Regions from separate parts of the Oryctolagus cuniculus genome. Here region 2 is linked to region 1. The links are chromatin contacts, called in public Hi-C maps. All regions are on one chromosome and are shown on one strand. Each heading gives the region's core, a stretch centred on a gene start, on an enhancer-like site or on the middle of the called end of the contact. The rest is flanking DNA. Distances are from core to core; before and after follow the strand shown. Region 1 holds the start of ORYCUNV1R1594 (vomeronasal 1 receptor oryCunV1R1594). Region 2 holds the start of ORYCUNV1R1619 (vomeronasal 1 receptor oryCunV1R1619).

Evidence for each region. Hi-C and Micro-C count contacts between places; a contact is called where the count stands out from the background.
Region 2: a contact with region 1 is called in a Hi-C map of an unstated tissue, with 5 times the contacts expected there. The contact joins the promoter of ORYCUNV1R1619 here to the promoter of ORYCUNV1R1594 in region 1. A contact is called at or near these places in 3 of 6 Hi-C or Micro-C datasets (ear pinna, skin fibroblasts and an unstated tissue).

The regions. Positions count from the first base shown.
Region 1 is chr18:5,583,296-5,588,799 of mOryCun1.1, reverse strand. ORYCUNV1R1594 (vomeronasal 1 receptor oryCunV1R1594) reads right to left here and starts at 2,184. Exons shown (of 1, transcript NM_001167281.1): 1 at 1,267-2,184. The coding sequence starts at 2,184. The coding sequence ends at 1,267.
Region 2 is chr18:5,848,205-5,853,864 of mOryCun1.1, reverse strand. ORYCUNV1R1619 (vomeronasal 1 receptor oryCunV1R1619) reads left to right here and starts at 1,468. Exons shown (of 1, transcript NM_001167306.1): 1 at 1,468-2,397. The coding sequence starts at 1,468. The coding sequence ends at 2,397.

The sequences.
Region 1 (5,504 bases), core at 935-3,434:
TAGTAGAAGACAAATATAATTTGAGTTTATATCTGTATGTGTGAATACACAAACACATTGAAACACAAGTGTATAATGTCTGTACACATGGAAATACAAACACATACACACACACAGAGGGAAGGCAAGAGCGAGAGCAAGAGAGAGAGAAAGAAAAGAATGTCTCTCACATATTCAAGGTTAGTGGAAGGCTCTGCAATAGAATTCTTTTCTCACCTATGAGATGAGGGAGTACACTATGGAACCTTTCTCTTATGAACACGCCCAACCTACCTTTTCACTAAATTGCTCCCTCAACAGATCTCACCTCCATGCCATGATATCCTAGACCATGTGCTCTGTTTGTAGGCAATACTGGCTTGGTGTTTTTTATAAGCAACAGAACTTACATCTGTGCTCTGCGGTGTCCACTCAAGGTCAAACTGGTCATTGGTACGTGAATATGTTCAAAGTAACTGATCTCCGTCATAGTATCTGATTTCAAAGGACTCTATCCCCTTAGAAGTGATTCACAGGAATCCCTTATGGTTCTCAAGGCTACTGCTCCAGGAAACTGAGTTTTCCCACCACTAAATTCCATGCTATTCATTACACCCTGGGGTCTTTCTTCATTTCTGTGTTTTGGTGCACTGATGAAATGGTGCCCCTGCTTTGTGAAGCTTGTGCTACATTCCCATAATTTTCTAATTACTGACAAATTCAGGTGACACTTATGAATTCTCCATAATCAACATATTTCTTTGTGAATCTCAGAATATGAATAACATTTCCATAATATAGAAATTAATGTGATAATTACACAATAATTAATTCATAATAATTTATCAGTTTATTCCTTATTTTAGAGCAGAAATTCAGGCAGTCTTCTTGACCAAACTCTGATATAGGGACTGCTTCCAGAAACATAGTTAAAATCTCAGGGTCACTGAGGAATAAAAACTCACACTGTGGGGCAGGCATTTGGTCCAACAGTTAAGATGCCAGGCAGGATGATCACATCCAAATCATGGTCCCTGGGTTTGATACCAAGTTCTGATCCTGATTTAACATCCTATAATCCAAACACTTGGAGGCTTAAGTAATTGATTTCCTGGATCCCAGTATTTGCCCAGATCCAGAGCCAAAATAAAGATTTGGAGAGAGAATCACACTGGATTAGCTCCATCTCTGCTTCTCAAGTCTATGCATGAATAAATAGATTTTAATAACCATTGAAGAACTATCCATTCTGAATATTCATACAATAACATCTTCTTGCTAAGTAGGTCATTCTCTATTCCTGGTGCAGGCACAGCAGAGCCTGGGCACTCTTGAATCATGGCTCATGAGAATGTAGGGACACACAGTTGAGTAACTACCAGTGATTAGAGCAGAGAGGTTCACCAGCCACAGACTGTGATTGTTTAAAACACTCAAGCAAATGTGAAGGATGGAGGAAAAAATGCAAAATAACACAAAGAAGCTCACCAGGACAATGATGCTGTGAGTTGCTCTGGACTCTGGGGAGGACCTGGAGGAGACATTGGTTCTATGGATGTATTGGACCTGCTGCTTGTGCCTGTACAGGATGAAAACCATGTAGCCACTGGACCACAGCATGAAGCCCACAAAAAGAACATTTTGTAAAAATACTACAGCTGCATACAGGGACTCCATGAATTTTCCAGAATGCAAAGAAGCACAGTACACACGATCAACTTTCTCTGTGATATTTTTGCCAGTTTTTCTCTCAGTTACATACAGAGGTACCATGATATTTAGTATGAAGTTCAGTATCCAGAAAAGTATAATAAAAGGGCCAATGCATTTGGGAGCTTTTGCTTTAAATTCTGCCCACCTGGGGTTCTCAGGACTGATGATGATGGCCTGGAAGACACTCAGGAGGCAGGTGTTGCAGGTGGTCACATCCCTGCTCACTCTGTACACATAGAACACAAGCTTACACCCAGCATCACTGAGGAAATCCTTCATCCCCAAAGCTGCCATGGTTTGGGGAACTCCTTTGATGAGAATGACTAAGCAGTTGACTACAGTCAGGTGTTTGATGATCAAATCTGTGGGCCTGAACTTGCATCCTGTGAAGTAGAGATAGAGATAATGGGAAAGAAGAGAGAGATTCCCCAGGATTCCTGTAATAGTTCGTGATAAGAAGATCATCCCCATTATCAAATCTCCGGTGGCCATCCCATCGGCTCCCCATGTCTGATTATTGTCGCTGAGCCTGAGATTCCTGTATGGGAAATGAGGCATGAGCTCCTTGTGTTAATATGAACTAAAATTCAGCTTCCTTATTTACATTATTTCCACTCACATCAGTTCACACCTAATATTTGAGGTGAATGGGTCATCTTTAGAGCTACTTAACTAATTATTGGTTTAGAGACACAAGTAGTGATTCCAGTATTCATCATTTCTCAATGAGAAGGCAGCCAGATTCATTAAATTGGTTATAAAATTATTATGCAGGATGATATGGACTAGTGATTCATCTAGATGTATACTCTGTATTTTATGTGCTAATGGGATGTTGAGCCAACTGGGCTTGTACAAAAAGAGCTACATTAACCACGGTGTTATTCTAACATAGCTACTTAGCTGTGTTCTCCAAATAACACATATTTGTACTCACTTTTTTTTGTGACTTACCAATTTCTCTTAGACTACTGGTAACTTGTTTTCCCATTTTGTTTGCACCAGTTTACCTTCTTGAATAAAAATTTACTACATAATACAACATCAGTAATGCCTAACATTAGTTGCTCTATTAACATGCAGATAACCTTTTTGTAGTATAATTTCTAGTGCCTTCCTATTTGGAAAATTGTGTGTATTTCAAATTTAAGTGTAGAAGTCAATAGAAACACTATTTTATACCAGGAAAAAAGTAACATATGAGTACTGAATATATATTGTTCCCTACACTACAGGACTTAATACACGGTGAAATTGTGTATTGTAGAAACTGAATATTACTACGTTTGTTTATTTATATCTTTACTAATACTTACATGAAAGCTTTTTCCATAAAGGAGAGGACTATGAAAGGTGTAGAAGTATAAAGCATCTATCACACAGATCCCTAAGGTCAGATCGTGTGCATTTTATCATTTGGTATTGTGGAGCTTCCAGTTGAGATGAAATATTTTCACTCCAGAGAAATTCAGGAGAAACATTTTCAGCTGAAAGCAGCCATATGCAACCAATCATGCCAGGATAACACTGCCTTTCCTTAAACAGGCTCCCATTACTAAACAAGGAGGGACCCACACTATGGCATAGGGGGTACAGCTGCAGCCCACAATGCCAGCATCACATATGGGTGATGGTTCTATTCTCAGCTGCTTCTCTTCCAATCCAGCTCTCTGCTATGGCCTGGGAAAGCAGTGGAAGATGGCTCAAGTGTTTGGGCCCCTACAACAATGAGGAAAATCTGAAAGAAGCTCCTGATTCTTGTCTGCAGATCGACCCAGCTCTGGCCATTGTGGCATTTGGGATATGAACAAGTGGTTGGAACAACTCTCTCTCTCTCACGTACTTGCTCTCTGCCTCTACCTCTCTGTAACTCTGCCTTCGAATCTTACCATAATTAAGTAATGATGGGTGTTTTCAGTAGGCATCAATTAGTATCTCTCTTCAGTATTTAATACAGCAGAGTAGAGAAAACCTTTCTATTCCAGGAATAGCCACTGGGATTCCCTTTATAAGTCAAGGTTCTGAATTTTTGTAGGACTTTCCTATTCCACGTCAAGTTGCAGTGCTTCTCTGCTAAGTGACTCCTATAGCATAGACTAAACAGATTTCATGATTATTTTCATTAAACACCAAGAGCCAAGGTATTTTGCACAACACCAAATTCCAGGGAGTGCTGTAGGGTGTATGACCCACCTCCATATGCCAGCTCAGCACACATCTCAGAATCCTTCTTCCTTCCTGTGAGGCTGGGGCACAGGACCAGGTGAAAACATAGGAGGATCCTCTTGCTCACTTACCCAGACTCCAGATAAGGCTCCTTGCTTGAAACATCTCTCTTTCATGCTGACATAGAAATTGTCCAGCTTCTTTAAGTGCTGGGATAAGCACCTGCCTGAAGGTCCCCACAGGCAGAACCGAGTGGCACAGAGGCAGCGGGGCCACTACAAAAAGTGTGTGACTGTGACCTCACCTCCCTGCAGAGCTGCAATTATCTGTTCACCAGCAGCTGCACTGAAAGTGCAAATTGGGGTACTGAGCATGATTGTGAAAACTTTTCCCTTCTCGCTCATTACCAAAAGCAATCACAACTTCATAGTTATTATCTCCAAGGAGGCTGTGAAAGTCTTGTGAGGTGGCCCTTTCTTTCTCTTGACCCATGAGGCAGAGAGTCTGACCCTAAGGGAGCAGATCCTGAGTCTGACATGGGAGTGCTGGCAGTGAAAATTTTGCATCTCCCTGGATTCATAGATGATTTCTTCTGCCCCAGAGTGATTTCTTTCCCAAACTTCAGACCACTAAGCTCAGCCTCATTGATGTGATGAGCAGAGCAGTGGGGAGAATGCTCCTGAGAAAGGTTTTCAGAGACCCAGGTGCAATGGAGAACATGATGCCCATAGTTTACATGAAAAGTCACTGCACTTGTCCGACGTTCAATGACAACTTATTTGGATTTTAAAAGGATATGAAAGTCTTAAGATCCTTCTTTACCAGTGTTCTCTCTTATTTGTCATCTCCAGTAGCTACAGGAAGCTAATGAATAGTATCTGTAGACACACAGAAGTTTCTGGTCCTCATCCTTGAAACCATGATGAAATAGGCAGAGCTCCAAGTCCTTCAATTGTTATGTACTCAATTCAACAGAATTGAATATTTAACATTGCTTTTTTCCTATTTCTCTTTTCTGATTAATTTTAGTGCCCTTCATTGATTTTCTTATTGATTAGAAATACAAAATGTGAGTTGAAAGTTCTTTGTTGGCTGTTTCTTTTAACAAATCCACTATTTTTCCCAAGTCCACTTTATCATTCCCAAATTTCCAAACTAGGGCTTGTAATGACAGACATCACTTAGACTGTTTGTTGGGTCCCTGTACTCACTGGTAGACAGTGGAGCCAGGATTCCCTACCTGGCATTTGTATGTCTTGACCTGTTCTGTACCCGAATCTGACAGGATACAAATCCCTTTCTTGTAATATTCATGAAATAGAATATGTGGTTTTTAAGAGAATTACACATAGCATTGCAAATTTTAAGTTCTAAAATACTTTTTTGCTTTTCCCTTACCAATTCTTACAGAATGGAAAGGTGGTAATATGGATATATTGACAGCTTTATTAAAAATCTACTTTTCAGGGTTGTGGGTGGGAGGGATGGTATGGGGGGAAGCCATTGTAATCCATAAGTTGTACTTTGGAAATTTATATTCATTAAATAAAAGTTAAAAAAATCTACTTTTCATTGAAATAATTCACCAAATTAATAATATCTGCGTTGCTATTCCACAATGCTATATATCATGATCTTTTTATAAA
Region 2 (5,660 bases), core at 219-2,718, 270 kb before region 1:
CATAATGATACTGATTCTTATAGCTTAATGAAAATAATCATGCCATCTGGTGTTTAATGTATTTAAGGACTGTAGGTCCAAAATAAGTTTCTGTTCAATTTTCTGCACAGGACTCATGAATCTAGTTTCAGAATTAGCAGAGAGGCTGCTGTGGAACCCCACATGCTTATAATGTAGACAGAGACAAACCTCAGAATCTTATAATCCTGGGATGCAAGAGTGGCTGCCAGTGTCAACTTCTGGAATAGCAAGGTTTTCTCCAACCCTATTGTATTAATTTCTCAATGGAGAAAATGATTATTTCCCATTGAAAATCTCCATGATTACAGTAAGATTATGTTCCTTGTTTAAGTACGGGAAGCCTATTTAAGAAGAAAGCAGTGTTATCCTGTAGTAATGAGTTTCAGATGTATTTTTTCACTTTCGTTCTGGACTGAAAATATTTTCATCTTAACTGCAAGCTCCACATTGTCATGTGATAAAATAGATAAGATCTGACAACAGAGATTCCACCTGCTATGCAAGGCTTGCAATCAATACTTTTCAAAAATCTTGACTTATGGGAAAATGCTTTTACTTAACTATTAGTAAAGACATAATTATATTACATGAACATGGAAATATTTCATTTCTACCATACTTGACTTCACCAGACTGGTATTAATGTCACTTTGTACAGACCACAGCCAATTTTCAGTACTTCATGCCATTTTTCTTGGTACAAAAGCCAACTGACGTTTCTATTGTCTTCCCCAGTACAGACAACTTGGTCTAGTTTAAGTACAGTTTTCAAAGAGAAAGGGTTGAGAAAATGATACTATAATCAGGTTATATGTATCTGGGTAAGATACCTAAATGTATAACCATTATTGATGTTATCTTATGGAATAAATCTTTATGTATCAAGGTAAAGTAATACATACAAACTATGGAAACCAATTACCAGCAGTCTAAGATAGATTGATAATACATGAAATTAGTTAGGTATACTTATGTGTCATTTGAAGAACAGAGCTAAGTAGCTCTGTTAGAATAATATGATGTTTAATTTCAGTACTTTAGAACAAGCCCAGCCAGGTTCAATATTTCACTGCACACAAAAAAGTTTAAATTTAGACAAATAACTAACCAGAAGCTGCTTGCATGATCATTTTATTTCCAATGAAATGAATCCTGCTGCCTTCTCAAGGAGTCATTAAAAATACTGGAATTAATACATGTGTCTCTTCATGTCTGTAGTTAGTGTTGTGTAAGTACCCTTAAAGATTATATATCCAAGTATTTGGAAACATCTTCAATAAAGAAAAATGTTAAGCAGTCATTTCTAAGGGTGAACTGGTGTAAGTAGAGAATAAGAGTATAGAATGCTGAATTTCAACTGACATTAATGCACATGGTTTGCGTATCATGTTCCCATACAGGAATCTCCGGCCCAGAAACAATAAACAGACACTGGGAGGAGATGGCATGATCACCAGAGATTTGATAACAGGGATGATCTTCTTATTTCAAACTGTCTCTGGAACCCTGGGGAATTTCTCTCTTCTTTCCCATTATCTCTACCTCTACTTCACAGGATGCAAGTTTAGGCCCACAGATTTGATCATCAAACACCTGACTGTAGCCAACTGCTTAGTCATTCTCTCAAAAGGAGTCCCCCAAACCATGGCAACTTTGGGGATGAAGCATTTCCTCAGTGATACGGGGTGCAAGCTTGTGTTCTATGTGCATAGAGTGAGCACGGATGTGTCCACTGGCACCACCTGCATGTTGAGTATCTCCCAGGCCATCACCATCAGTCCCAGGAACCCCAGATGGGCAGAGCTTAAAGCAAAAGCTCCCAAGTACATTGGGTCCTGCAATATCCTCTGCTGGATGCTGAATCTGATACTAAATGCTATGGTGCCTGTCTATGTGACTGGGAAAAGTAATGACAATAATACTACAAAGAAAACAGATTATGGCTACTGTCATTCTGTGAATCCTGGCAAATTCACAGAGTCCCTGTATGTAGCTCTGATATTTTTCCGAAATATTCTCTTTGTGGGCTTCATGCTGTGGGCCAGCAGTTTCATGATTTTCACCCTGTACAGGCACAAGCAGCAGGTACAATACATCCATAGGACCAACATCACATCCAGGTCCTCCCCAGAGTCCAGAGCCACACACAGCATCCTCGTCCTGGTGAGCACCTTTGTGTCTTTGAGCACTCTCTCCTCCATCTTCCACAGCTGCTTGACTGTTTTAAATAATCCCAGTGTGTGGCTGGTGAACACCTCTGCACTAGTTGCTGGGAGTTTCCCTGCTGTGAGCCCCTATGTTCTCATGAGCCATGACTCCAGAGTGCCCAGGCTCTGCTGTGCCCACACGAGAAATACAGAATCCCCTACATTTTAGGTGTATTCACAATGGTTAGTTCTCTGATGCTTTTAAAATTCATCCGTTCATTTATTTACTTGTGTGACACAGAGCTCACCATACTGTGATTCACTCCCCAAACATTTATCTTGAGTCTGGATCAAGGTCAAAGCCAGAGCCGGGAACTCAATTACTTGTGCCATCAACACCATCTCCTAGTGTCTTCCTTAGCAGGTAACTGAGTTCTGGTCAGGGCTGGGTATCAAACCCAGGTAATGCGATTTTGGATATGTTCGTCTTCAGTGGCCATTTAACTGCTAGGTCAAATGCCTGCCAAACACAATGTGAGTTCTTTACTCTTGAACCCCTCTGAATTTTTAAACATTGAAACTTGAAACAGTCCCAGGAGCAGAGTCTGGTAAACAAGACTGACTTAATTGTTGCACTAAATAAAGAATAAAAGTATTAGTAATTATAAATAAATTAATATAATTATCATTTCAATTCCCAAATTGTGTTATTAGTGTTCCTGCCTCCATCAAGAAATGTAGAAATTGCTAAGAAGTTGTAGGTGTCACCTGAATCTGACACACTGAATTTTTCAGAAGTGAACAGTTATGGGAATGTGACAAAAGGTCTGTAAATCAGGGGCAACACTTTAGTGGGCATCAGAATGCAGAAAAATGAAGAAATTCTCCATAGAACAATGATCAGCATGGACGTTAGTGGAGAGAAAGTGAAGTTTCCCAGAGTGGAAGCCTTGAGGATCCTGCAGTTCTGTGCATGTAGGAGATGTGTCCTCTGAACTCAGATGTTATGAAGGAGAATGGTTACTTCAATCATTTTCATGTACAAATGGCTGGTGTGACCTGCAGTGGGGCACAGGGTAGCATGAAGCATGTTCTGCTGTTTATGAATGACACTAAGGGACAGAACAGAGTGTCCAAATATCCCAGAATGGAGGTGAGATCTGCTGGGCCAGCTTCTGTATCTTTAAGTAAAGAGGCCAGTTGGGTGTGTGGGCAAGAAACAGCTTTGATGTGCACGCCCCTGTCTCTCAGGTGAGGAAATAAGTTTATGATGGGCTTTCCTTTAGCCTTGAACTCAGGAGGAAGCAGGCACTGGGAGCCAGTCTCCTTCCCTGCCCCCACCTGGTGCTTATTTCCAAGTGCACTGACAAATATTTTTGTGTTTCTAAGTGTCTATGTAAGCATACATATAAACATATGAAGTCAAATTACATCTGTATGCTGTAAATCATTAATATTGGAAAAATACAAAGTCAGATTTACAAAGCAGTGCCCCTAAGAATAACACAAGCTGTGTTAATCCCACTGTCTACTTACTCTGATGTGCATGCCCCCATCTGTAGGATGCTACAGGAGAAAAACCCTGGCTGTAAGGACAATGACAGCTAAAGGACCCCTGGAATCTGTCCCTCAACTGTAGGACACAACCCAGCCTGGGGGTTCCCAGTGCTGGCCCAGGGAAGCCCAGCAGACAAGGCCACTCCAGCACACATACAGCTCTCATTCACTTAATAAAGCAAAGGTTTCCATGCATGCTCAGATCCAACTCCTTTTAGGACAGAAACTCCTATTACCTGACCTAGGCTGAATACAGGCATAAGAAAGGGGGCTGATTCACACAGACTCTGAGACAGGTCTTTGGAAGGAGCCCCTTATGGCCAATGGTCATACAGCTCCTGTATCTGGAAGAGGCTGCCAGCCTGCTCCCAGTATCTGGTTTGCAGGAGCCCTGCTAGAATAAACAATTTTCTTACTTTCTCTATTTAATTTATTCTAGTTCTTTTTTAACAGTCAATATTTTCCTTATTTTCATAAGATGTTTCCTAATCAGCTGATGAAAAGTTCATGGAATTTTTTTTGCTTTTTGTCAACATATTTTAACTATTAAAATAAGGGCACTTCAAAAAGGTTCTTGGGAAAATGAAATTAACTGATAAGTTTATTTTGGTGCAAGACATTTTTGAGGCCAAGGATGGTTGTTGCTATATGCATTTTCCACAAAGCTTTTGAAAAACCCTCACCTGCATGCATTTCACAATTTTCACTTTGACAGTTCTATCTTTAGCAGCTACTAGTTTGTAAGCTGGAAAATATAGGATACTTCTCAGAGTTAGTCACAGTGCAGCTACCTAATACATTTAACTTTCTGGACAACATCATGACACTTTAGTAGTAATCTATCAACACCTTGTTCTTCACATGGGAAGTACAAGGGCCCTTCATGGGATGGGTTAGAGAATGAGAGAATATTCCATGGCACATGCAGTAAATTTGTTAACCATGTGGGGGACAAAGAGGAATAATTTTACCTTTTACTCCAGTTCATAAGATATGAGAAATAGGATTGAAATAAGCAACCTGAAAATGCTTTGCTTGGTGTTCATTCTCTTCCTGGAGCAGAATGTTCACAAGCTGAGACCTTGAGAGATCTGAAAATGTGGCACCATTCTTTGATTGAGTTGAAAGCAGCCAGCAACCTGCTGGACACTAACCAAATGGGCCTCGCTTGTGCCATCCTTCCTAGCACAGAGTTGTACTCTGTGTTCCCTGGTCACTTCCCTCTCTTCTCAGACTTCAGCAGCATTAAAGATTCATGGGGTTTTCAGAAGGAGAAGAACTGACTTTTATAGCTCTCTTGGACACAAGTGATCTTTTCTCCTTTCTTCTGTGGTTCAGTGGAAGAGGAGGTGATAGGTGAAGAACAGACTGAAAGTGCCCAGGTCTATGTGGCTTCCCATGGGTGCCTGCATGGGCAGCAAGAACGTGAAGCTTAGGACCTGGCTCTCCCCATATGCTAGACAGTGCAAGAAAAGGGAGGCGCAGACTTAGAGGGGAGAGATGAATGAAAAATCTTCCCATGGTAGTTGCTGGCCTCCAGCTCACTCCATCTGCACACCTGAATTCTCCACACCCATGCCCAGGGGACAGTGTAACCTTGCTGCCACCTCCATATGGGAAAGGATTCAAAATGGCCTTGTGCCACTGTCTATTCTAAGTGCAAATGCACCCCCCTTCAATCAGCTGTCACACAGCACATCTCCTCACTCAAATGAGTTTGTGTTAAGTTGGCTTCACTGAAGAAAATAATTGCAGAATTATTATTAGGGTTAAATTTTAAAATTTATTTTTTAATTTGTGTTTTAAAAATTAACATAAAAAGAACAGATTTGGCTGGTGTCTCAGCTCAATAGGCTAATCCTCCACCTGCGGCTCTGGCACACTTAGTTCTAGCCCAGGTCGGGGTGCCGGATTCTGTCCCAGTTGCTTCCCTTC